Regions from separate parts of the Mus musculus genome. Here all the other regions are linked to region 3. Evidence: chromatin contacts called from public Hi-C data. All regions are on one chromosome and are shown on one strand. Each heading gives the region's core, a stretch centred on a gene start, on an enhancer-like site or on the middle of the called end of the contact. The rest is flanking DNA. Distances are from core to core; before and after follow the strand shown.

Region 1 (3,491 bases), core at 34-2,533, 98 kb after region 3:
CCCAGACCACAGTATGACGATTAGGATGGCAAGTTCAGCCTGACTGGGAGATACAGAAAACTGAAGAGCCCTTCCTTCCATGTGGGACAGGACAGGCATGTGGGACAGGACAGGCATGTGGTACAGGACAGGCATGTGGGACAAGACAGGCATGTGGGACAGGACAGACATGTTAGTCAAGAGATGCCCCATCCAAAAGCCTGCTGTGGAGCAATGGCTTTAAAGCTCTTTTATTTTGAAATCCCTTCTCCTTTTTCTTATCTTCTCTCTTCCTCTCCTCCCCACCCCCATCCCTTCTCTCTCCCTGCTACCCAGCCCCCATCCCTACCACCTCTTCTCCTTTATTGCTTAATTGAAATTTTACAGGGCCTCCAGTATATTTGGTTTGACTTACAAGTCTTACCCAGTCTCTAAAGTTGCTGTCATTTTCTGGAGAGAACATCTAAACGTTCTATTCGGATTTATCAAACCCCTCCCTCTCTTCCTTAGAGGCCCTTGATGTAGCACACTATTTTTAGACATGACTGGGAAATCTAAGACAGTTGCTTTAATTAAGGTTTTGTGCAAATAAAATACTCATTCCCTTTGTTCTTATTTTATGTGTAGTGTATGTTAGGTCAAGGAAATTTCTTTCATATTCAAAATGTGACTGACCATGTATAATTCCCAGAGTGAGGAAGAGTATATAGGCGCCCTGACAAGGTACCCGGAGGCGCGAGAAGCCTGCGACATTCTATTCACTTCACTGTTCTCACACGTTGGCTCAGATGGTCCCTCCAGGCTCCGTGGAAAAGCCTAGAAGCTTCCTCCCATCGCCAAGCTTCTGATCCTTGACGCTAACAAAAGGTTGGCTCTCAGGACCGGACAGACAACTCAGGTTGTTTCCATTTCCGGTCCCCAAGCTTTCCCCACCAAGTCCGGACTCTTCCTCTTTATGCTAGCCTAGCAGGTCACAAAGAGGCATTTGCACTTTCAGAAGCCAATTCCCCCTTTGGGGCGGAGCCAGCCCTAGAGAAAACTGTCGAGTACAACGGAGAAGAATGGAACCTATTTTTCCCATTCTCCTAGGCTCCGTGAACTTCAGGGTAATTAGACAGATGTGAAATGAATATATGGCTCTTTTTAATCCTAGGTCTTCTTAATTGCCTCAGTTGGAAGAGTCATTAATTTATGATTAACGAGATAGCTTCTGTACAAAATTCAATTACCCTGAGACGTGCCACAACCTGCTACCCAGACGCTCCGGAGTGGCTCTCGCTGTTAATCGCTCTAGGCTGGCCCTGCCGTCACGCAGCAGATGATGTGGCAGACAGAAGGACCATCCTAGAGGCCAAGCCTGGCCCGTGGTCAGAGGGAAATTAGAGAGCAGGTTAAACAGCTGGGTCTAAAGCCCAGAAGCAGCCGGGTTACGCCAGAGTGGCAGCCCAGGTCAGTAAGAGCCAGGCGGCACCCCGTGGCTCCAAAATGCCTTCTCTGCCACCAGAATCCTGCAAAAGTAACACTATAAGGTGGGAAGACAGGAAGCCTGCCTCCTGGGTTGTAGCAAGGGCTACGCATGGGAGGCCTCGGAGCTGACTCTGAGTTTTGTGCAGTTTTTCTGCACTGGCCTTGTGTTATTTGAAAGTGTGTGTGTGTGTGTGTGTGTGTGTGTGTGTGTGTGTGTGTGTGTGTGTGTGTGTTTATAAATATATTATCTTGAAGAATCCAATATACAGCATCTCCTGCCCGAGTGCATAAATGCTGACAGGCTAAGCATGTGATCTGCTCATGCCTCTTTCAGTGTATTCTAGGCCTTGATCCCAGGGCCTCAAACATCGATAGCACGTGCTCTGCCACCCAGACAAACCTACAGCCACACCTACATACCTATAACCACACCTACAGACGCACCTTCGCCATGTTTCCCTCATTTTGAACATGAAAATGAGGACTAAATTGGGCAGAAATCACAGAAGTAACAAAGTCACACCATACCCTCTGCAGCTCCGAACCCAGGCAGAGAACCAACAGCTAGTGTTTTTCTTTTCTTTTTTTCTTTTTTCTTTTTTTTTTTTTTTTTTTTTTTTTTTTTTTTTTTTTTTTTTGGTTTTTCGAGACAGGGTTTCTCTGTGTAGCCCTGGCTGTCCTGGAACTCACTTTGTAGACCAGGCTGACCTCGAAATCAGAAATCCACCTGCCTCTCTGCCTCCTGAGTGCTGGGATTAAAGGCATGTGCCACAAAGCCAGTATCAGCAGTTGCATCCAGTTAGATGAGGCTGGAGGAACTCAGGAATGCATCCATCAAGAGACAAAGGAAAGAAATGCTTTGCCTGACACAGGTAGAAGTTGTGTCCCTAATAGGTGCAGAGCCCCTGTATACCTAAAAGGTGCAGAGCCCCTTTGTACTTAATAGGTACAGAGCCCCTGTGTACCTAATAGGTGCAGAGCCCCTGGCTGTTCAGCCTTTGGGATAGCAAACTCTATTACTAGGAAACAAACCCAGGCCTTGCAATTTTCCTGCTGTTCTGGTGATCTGAGGTCTGCAGCCTTTAGAATGTAACCTACAGTCCTGTAATTGAAGAGCCAGTAAGTGGGCACCTAGGGAAGGGTGTGGGGGTGGGGCAGGCAACTGGAAAATGTGCCTGTGGGTCACCCTGAAGCTCTAAAATTCTGTGGTGCAGGGGGCGTCCGCCACCCCGCAAAGTTACTAAAACCACTGAATTATACACTTTAAATAGCTGGGTTTTATGATCTGTGAAACAGACCTCAATAAAGATGGTAATAAAAACAAAATGAAGGGAAGCCGACTCAACAAGGACACTTCTCCCAAGTGCCAGTGACCTCTTCAAGCTTCCCAGCTACCCCACTGCACAGACGACAGCTCCCTCCACAGGCCTCCTGCAGCTGCCTTCTTAACTTAACCTGCCACAGAGGGTGGGGGGGGGACACATCTTGAGAAAAGCAATGTGCAAAAAAATAAGAAGAAGAAGAGGTGGCGGGGCGAGGAGGGGGAGGAGGGAGGAGGAGGGAGAGGAAGAGGAAGGGAGGGGGAGAAGAAGAGGAAGAGGAGGAGGATGAAGAAGATGAAAAAAGATGAAGAAGGAAAAGAAGAGGAGGAGGAAGACGAGGATGAGGAGGAAAAGTTGTTTATTTGGCGCTTATATTTCAAAGTCTCTAGTCCAAATCTGTTGATCCTGTTGCTTTGGGGTTCTAGGGCTCGTCCATGGGGGCAGGACCTAGCATAGCACGCCTGGTATGCTCATAGCCACAGGGAAGCAATGAAAGGAAAGATGGGTTGAGTGCTCTCATGTCCCCTTTATGGGACATACCTCCTATATAACCCAACTTCTTCCCACTAGGCCACACCTCCGAAGTCTCAGCAGTCTCTTACAGCAGCACCACAGACCCGAGACCAAGCCTTCAACATAGCACAGCAGTTCACACTTAGAGCAATGCTGTGTCTTCCATCCAGACCAGTCCTGTGTGTCCAACTGCCCCAACGTCCTTGTCCC
Region 2 (3,808 bases), core at 732-3,231, 84 kb before region 3:
GACAGTGACAGACAGTGACAGAGGGTCTGCCTCCCTCTTCCACATTTGCTGCTCACTGAGTCAGCTCTCAGCATGATGTGGGAATGAACCCAACTTGAGAACACAGCAAGCAGGGCTGGGGGTTGAAAAGGAGACAAACTGGTGTGGGGAGGGGTGGGGGGGTGGGGGGGTGGGGTGGGGGTGGGGGGGTGGGGGGGGGGAGGAGTACCTGACATTTTGAGGTCATAGGGACATTTGCCTTTCCTGTTTTTTTGTTTGCCCAGAATATAATCTGTTCTTTCCTATTTTAGGGACTCCTCAGTATATGGATCTTACTGGAGGAGGCAGGCCACTGTCTCCTGTGAAAGAGCACATGGTCTAGTGGTCTCAATGCCTTGACCTTCAGGGACTAGGTAGGGAGGCTGATTCGAAAATTTACTCCCAAGATAATTCAGACCATCTTCAGTTTTCTCAGGAGTCCCAGAGAGATCTGAGAGACGTGGGCTTCAAGCATATTTTGGGCTTCAAGCATATTTTGGCCATACTTCAGCCTGTCATATGTCCTATCTCCTGGGACCACAAAAGTCCTGGTGCAGGACAAATCAAAGCAGGTGGATTCTCTTAGAGAGGGCGTCCTCAGCTAACTTTGGTTCTCCTTTTTCCTTCTGTTTTGCAGGAAGGCGTGGGAGAGAACCAAAAGCAATTAGCTGCTTGTCTTTACTGTCTGGAACAGTGTTTACACACTTAAAGTGTCACCAAGGGCTAATTGTAACTGCAGAGACGGGGAGTGGGTAAGGAAAACCAGACTGGAAGCGAGTCCAGGAAAATATTGATTTTTTTTTTTTTTTTAAAGAAAAGGAGTAGCAGCCAGGCAGTGGTGGTGTACACCTTAAACCCAGCACTTGGGAGGCGGAGGTAGGTAGATCTCTGAGAAACCTCCCTGTCTCAAAACAAAACAAAACAAAACAAAACAAAACAAAACAAACAGAGTGAGAGAGAGAGAGAGAGAGAGAGAGAGAGAGAGAGAGAGAGAGAAATAAGGAAAGAGGAAAAAAACGATAAAAAAGAAAAGGTAATTGAGCTTCCAGTTTGGGTGGTTCAAGGGCTTGGCTCTGTTGCGTAAGGGCCCCTTCTCCTTGTTGCTTTTTCATGGTGGACGTTCAAGGGTTGAGCTTGTCCTTGTAGCAACCCATTCTCAGGAGAATTGTAAGCTGGGCACGGTGGCACACACCTGAGATCCGGCCCGCAGAATATGGGGACAGCAGGGTTTTCAGTTCTAGGCCCTGAGCGATATGGTAAGACCCAATCTATGAGCTTCAAACGATTAACAACAAAAGAAAGGCCCCAATCCCTAAGGCGGTGACTTAAATGACCGCCACCTCTCCTAGGCTCCAGTTCTCACTCTGCTATCACATCGTCATACTGGATGCGAAGCCACAGGAGCACAAGCGTTTGGGGCACAAACCACATCCAACCCTTTATCTAGCTTAGATGGGAGGGCGCCTTCCAGCTTACGGTTTAACACGTGTCCCTTGGCATGGTTTCCCGTGTGTCTTCCGGTGGGTGTGTCTTCCGTTGCTCCCCCATCTTCTCGCAGTTTGGAGTCTTTCCAGGAGCTTGAGAAGAGGAAAGCTGTAGGTTTGCCGGGCATTCCTCCTCCCACACCTCCTCACCTTCCTTTCAAATCATCTAATTTCTTTCAATCATTTCGCCTCTCTCTGTCTCTCCCACTGTCTTTGTCTCTGTCTCTCTCCCCAAATGCGTACATAAACGACTAGGAGCGTGAGGTAGGCAGTAGACCGTTCTTGTCCCCAGGGACTTCTTTGCCCGTGCATGGTTTTCTTTGCATTTTCTTAGTTAATCCTGGAGCTTTAACAAGCCCATTCAAAACGGCCCCAGCTCACTTTTGCTTTTACAATCCTAATTGCTTTTCCCTTTGGGGAGTGAATCACAGGCTACATTTGCCAGCACAGCCCAAGTCCAATCAGATTCACTGTCCCACAGTTGTAGAAATGACGGATTCATTGTCCCACAGTTGTAGAAATGAACGTGCCTGGGAAGTGGGTCCCAAGGCTCTGTCTGATGTGTGACCTTGGGCTAGTCAACCCTCCTGGGAGACAGATTTCCTCCTCTGTCAGGCAATGGGCAGGACTGGATGGTCTCCAAGGACCCGACAGCTCCTCGAGACCCTGAAGTTTATTAAAAGAGAAAGCATTCATAAGATTTATGAGTGGTTATTTTTTAATTATAAAAACAAAACATGTTTGTGGCAAAAATTAGAACAATTCAGAAGTATGCAAAGCCAAATTGTCTGTGACCCTTCCTTCCTCCACCAAACCCCAGGGACCTTTTGGGCCCTGTATTTGCCAAGAGCACTTAATGCCCTTGTGTGATGCTGACCCCAAGTGACTCCAGTTCCCTGGATAATGAAGGGCTGTGCTGGGAAGAAACTGCATGCACTCTTACAGAGGGCTCCCTTTTCCTTAGAGGACAACCACAGACTTTAGTGTTGTTTAAGAGCTGTGGAACTCTGCTGCTTGCAACCTACCTCACTTATATTTTTATCAGGAAATAGAACATAGAATCCAAGCCTTAGGTTTGCACGGTCGGTCATGTCTTGAGAGGAGAGCTAGTGACTAGGGAATCCAACTATCCTATAGCAGCCACAATGGAAAATACAGGCCCAGAGATTAGACATTGATTTGAGTGCTCTGGTCTTTCAGCCAGCATGAATCTTGCCTTCTAATGCGTGTCTGTTTTTAATCAGCTGGAGTTGGAGTCTGTAGCTGAGAACAGAGATGATGCTTATTGTTACAGAATGGCAATGAGATACAGTATATACTACCTGCTGTTATGGGGGTGGAATCCATGAAGAGGCATGGACCAAGGACTCCTGACCACCCAAGCTGCTTTATCCCTTCTGTTGTAGCCCCCACTTGCCTCTACAAGGGCAAAGGCAAGGTGCGTGTGTGTGTGTGGGGGGGGGGACTTGGGAGATGAGTAGAACTCAGAAGGGAGAAGGATGGTTGGTGCTGAGGCAGGGGGAGACCTGGGAAAGGTGTGCAAGGGAGGGAGAGAGCATAGGCTGCTTTTCTCCAAAAGAAGATACAAGTGTGTGTGTGTGTGTGTGTGTGTGTGTGTGTGTGTGTGTGTGTGAAAGGGTGAGAGGCTAGACCTGGGGCACTCCAAGGGGCTAGATAGAGAAGCTCAGTGGTTAGACCTGAACTATGGAGAAAACAACTGAAACCACAGGCACATAGGGAGAGAGCGACCAAAATGTCTGGATTATATAGGGAAGAGCTTCTGGGGGAGGGGCAGCTTCAGGGAAGAGGGTGGGGTATGCTCTGTAACAGGTAGGGACTGAGGGATGCTGGGAGAGCCTGGTGGCCAGGTCAGACTTGGTGTGTAAAATATGCACCTTGGCTATTTGTCCTGGGTCTGAATCCCAACAAACTCATCATTAAAATACTGCTCAGTATTACTGTTATCTCATTCATTCATCTATTCATCTGTTACTGGGTGAAAGTTTCTTCTCAGCTTTTATCTCCCCCACCCCCACTTCTTGGATGGCTTCAAACTCTTTATGTAGCCAAAGATGACCTTGAACTTCTGATTCTCTACCCTCTTCCAAGTGCTGGAATTCCAAGCATGCATTACCACACCTAGCTTAAGTGATGTCTGGAGTCAAATTCTGGGCTTTCTGCATACTAGAGAAGAACTCTATTAGCTCAGTTTACATCCCCAGCCTCAGGTCTTGTCTTGAAGAACAAGAACACAGTCAATTTAAGAAGAAGTTTTCTTCCAAAGGTGAAACAAAACAAAGCAAAGT
Region 3 (3,471 bases), core at 729-3,228:
TAGCGTGGGCATTGCTTCCTAGGGCACACTGACAAAACACTACAAACTGGGCAACCTGAAACAACAGAAACTGGGCCAAAGCACTGGGCCCAGTCCCCGGCACTACAAAAACCAGGCATGGTGGATGGTATAACCCCAGTACTTGGTAATGGAGGCTAGAAGACCAAACATTCAAGGTCACCCTTAGCTACATAGCTAGTTTGAGGCCAGCCTAGGCTATGTGAGATTCTGTGTCAAGAGAACAAAACAGCCACCTCCAGCAATGCATTCTTTCACCCTTCCAGAAACCCAAAAGCCTGGAATCAAGTTGTTGGTACGGCCAGGCTCCCTCTGAAGGTTCTAAAGTATATTTTGTCCCTACCTTTTCCAGCTTCTGTTGGTAACATCGTTCCTTAGCCTTTCTTGGTTATTACCCTCTGTGTATTGATGCCTTTCCATTGCCTTCCTATGAGGAGCATAATCAATGGATTTATGGCCACTCTCATCCCATATGACTTAAACTAATTACACCTGGAAAAACTCTTCTTTTTTTTTTCATGGGTACCAGGCGTTCGTGACCGTGAGGATTGGCGATCAAGTGGAGCATGGCTGTTAAGACTCTCCCAAATGCACATTTAATCACAAAGCAAGTCAGCCACTTCTCTTCCTAGGCATCTGGTTCCCATCTGTACTATGACTGGGGGCTTGGAGGTGCTCAGAGCCCTGCTCTATCCAAAGGAGCTGACTTTCATTAGTTATGCCCGGAAGGCATCTAAGTAGGCAGGTCAGCGGTCATCGGTCAGCAGTGGGAATGGGGCAGAAAGCCAAGATTTCTTGCAAAGGGCTTCTTGCACCACAGGGGAAGGAGTTTCATTCCTGTCAAAGCAGACAACCCAAGCCTTTAGAGATTTCTGAAGCTATAGCCCCAGGCTGTTGGGTGTGTCCCAGCCTGGTCGCTAAGGAGGCTTGAACTCTATTGCCAGAGCTACAGCTCAGAGCTATAAGGAACGCCAGTCCCACCCTCCGGTCCCTCCTCACCATTCATAGCACATGTGCAAAGCAGCCTTCCTGTCAGAGAAGAGCGAGAACCAACTAGATTTAGTACAACAGATTCCAAGGGACATCTGAGGTCATGAACTGGCAAAGGACTGCTGGGTCAGCCTGGCAGGCTGCCAGGTGCCAGCTTGGGGCTCAGCTAAGGAAAAGCAGGAGAAGTCAGGAAGAGGCTTCCGCTGGGCACTGGGGACAGCTTCACGGCACGGCTAGTCCCCTTTGGGTACCAGATGACAGTGGCCACGGTTGTACGCTCCCCCCACCCCTCCATTTTCATGACTCCCTCTTCACAAAAGGCTTTTATCCCTGTGGGCTTGGTTGATTTGATTAGTGGCAGGACCATCCGTTTGACTTTGCAGATAAGGAAATGAAAGCTGAGAGTGGCCCCAGATGACCCAAGATCACTGGGCCTCTTTGAGGGACTTTGAGCCATCTCAGAGACCCTCAGCAGGCTCTCCACCCAGCGTGGTGGTGGCCTTTAGAGTCACCACCTGTCTCCACCTGCTCAGTCATGCAACACAATGGTACGGACAGTCTGTTCCCTTGCTCTTGTATAAAGTGTGAATACACGCGTCTTTATAGAAGATTGCTTTTTATTGATTTATAACTGGCCATATAAATGAAATCAGTGTGTGAACTATGCAAACATGGGTTTAAGACAAGCCTGGAGAACTCCCAGTGCCTCAGCCACTCCAGACGGGCCTCTTGGGGAGACCTAGGGCTACGGGGTCCTGCAGGATGAGGTCTGAATCCTGTCTAGGGGCCTGTACTGGGAGGTCTTTGCTAGGCGGTCTCGTGTTGCCAAGGCAGCTTATGTGAGCCGATCCTGCCGAGGACTCTACCCTGGGGCAGACAGTGAGTTATCTCACCCACTGCCTGTGCCTCTGGTGACCGGCTGGGCCAGGCTCTCCTGCAGGGCTGACATTCGTGATTTGCTGAGGGAGGAGCTGCTTCCCCTGGTGACTGAGGGGTGGTTTGAGGCTTTGGCTAGTGAACTGCGTGCCTATTATGCAAATGTCTAGGGTTTGCTTTTGGAATGGCTATAAAAATAGAAAATGAACAAGTCGGAGCTGAGGAAGTGGTGTTTTATAGTTATATGGGAGGAGTGGCAAGGGACTGATGATCCTTGAGCCAGCACCGCGATTCAGTTTCCACTCTGGCATTCAGGCCTCGCTTGCCAGCTTGACCACAAGCGATCCCCGTGTAGAGAACGCCTGGCTGCCACAGGCAGGTGTGGGAAGAAGCACTGAGATCTAAACAGGGGGCCTATCCGAGGTCACAGAGCTCTTATTCGGTGATTCTGTTTGGTAGGAGCCATGAGTGGTCACGGCACCACTTCTGTCCCTTAGCACCAGCCTAGGTGCCAGGCAGACAGTATCCACAGCATCAATCAGGAAAGAGGAAGCCCAGAGAAGGTGGGCAGGGGCTTCTTGTTAACCAGGTCAGGCTTTGTTTTCTGTATCACCACGCTGAGGTTAGCTAACAAAGAAGGTGAAGGGAAAGCAGGAGAGAAGCTGGGGTGTGAGGACAGAGCCCGGAGCCCAGAGCCGGAGCCAGGGAGCTGGTAAGGTGAAGTATTAGAAAGAGAGAACACAGCTGGAGAAAGTCTACGATAGACAAAGCCTCAGAGTGGAGTCCACTCTCCCTCAAGAGAGCCCAGCATGGCTGGCACCATGATAAATCAGCGCGGAAGGGACAACAGAAGCCGCTTCCCCACATCATCCTGACACGTGCACCTTCATGTGGACTCTGTGTGTCCCTCCCTCTCCCGCTGGGTCTGTGGGCACAACTAGGCGAGAGGACCCTCAGCTCTGCCTTCTTCACCACTTATGTCACATCTATGATGTCACTGGAGCCCCGAGAGGGTCCCAGTTCTGCAGACGCTCACTCTTATATAGTCCTGGCTATCCTGGAACTCACTTTGTAGACCAGGCTGGCCTCGAACTCAGAAATCCGCCTGCCTCTGCCTCCCGAGTGCTGGGATTAAAGGCGTGCGCCATCACACCCGGCTTAGCTTTCTTTTTAAATTAGCTTTTAAAGATTTATTTACTTTTATTTTATGTGTACAGGTGTTTTGTCTGCATGTACGATTGTATACTGTATGTGTGCAGTATCCTCAGAAGCTAGAAGAGGGAGACGGATTTCAAAAGGAACTAGAGTTACTGACAGTTGAGAGCCACCATGTGGGCGCTGAGAGTAGGAGTCAGGTCCTCTGGAAGAACAGACAGTGCTCTTAACTACAGAGCCATTTCTCCAGGCCCTCAGTTTTCTATTAAGCATTGTTAAATTGATACTGTGAGTGAGCTAAGTAAGCCACATAGGTAGACATGCCTGACTTTGTACAGTGGCAAAATGCATTGACTAACAAACCATTTATAAGCTGCAACGATTTCCTGAGCTTTAAGTCACTGGGTTTCCTTGATTTTTGCTTGGTCTTCA

Evidence for each region. A called contact is a pair of places that touch in the nucleus more often than the background predicts.
Region 1: a Hi-C map of the N1E-115 cell line shows a contact between it and region 3, with 7 times the contacts expected there. The contact joins two enhancer-like sites. A contact is called at or near these places in 1 of 39 promoter capture datasets (neural stem cells), 5 of 484 Hi-C or Micro-C datasets (the N1E-115 cell line, embryonic stem cells, myocytes and 2 more), 2 of 115 datasets of contacts at active chromatin or transcription factors (embryonic stem cells and pancreatic cancer cells) and 1 of 9 other capture datasets (embryonic stem cells).
Region 2: a contact with region 3 is called in a Hi-C map of the N1E-115 cell line, with 7 times the contacts expected there. The contact joins two enhancer-like sites. A contact is called at or near these places in 5 of 484 Hi-C or Micro-C datasets (the N1E-115 cell line, embryonic stem cells, myocytes and 2 more), 3 of 115 datasets of contacts at active chromatin or transcription factors (embryonic stem cells, heart atrium and microglia) and 1 of 9 other capture datasets (embryonic stem cells).

What each region holds. Positions count from the first base shown.
Region 1 is chr16:30,872,793-30,876,283 of GRCm38.p6, forward strand. No RefSeq gene overlaps it. Among named protein-coding and RNA genes, the nearest start is that of Gm25375, 15 kb to the right of the region's middle. RefSeq lists an enhancer at 1-2,524. Within about 2 kb of position 1,284, at least 43 of the 459 cell types and tissues checked have an H3K27ac peak or open chromatin away from gene starts, as enhancers often do. A contact at or near this core is called in the N1E-115 cell line, where this site is marked.
Region 2 is chr16:30,690,715-30,694,522 of GRCm38.p6, forward strand. No RefSeq gene overlaps it. Among named protein-coding and RNA genes, the nearest start is that of Fam43a, 93 kb to the left of the region's middle. Within about 2 kb of position 1,982, at least 43 of the 459 cell types and tissues checked have an H3K27ac peak or open chromatin away from gene starts, as enhancers often do. A contact at or near this core is called in the N1E-115 cell line, where this site is marked.
Region 3 is chr16:30,774,408-30,777,878 of GRCm38.p6, forward strand. No RefSeq gene overlaps it. Among named protein-coding and RNA genes, the nearest start is that of Gm33502, 17 kb to the right of the region's middle. Within about 2 kb of position 1,979, at least 87 of the 459 cell types and tissues checked have an H3K27ac peak or open chromatin away from gene starts, as enhancers often do. A contact at or near this core is called in the N1E-115 cell line, where this site is marked.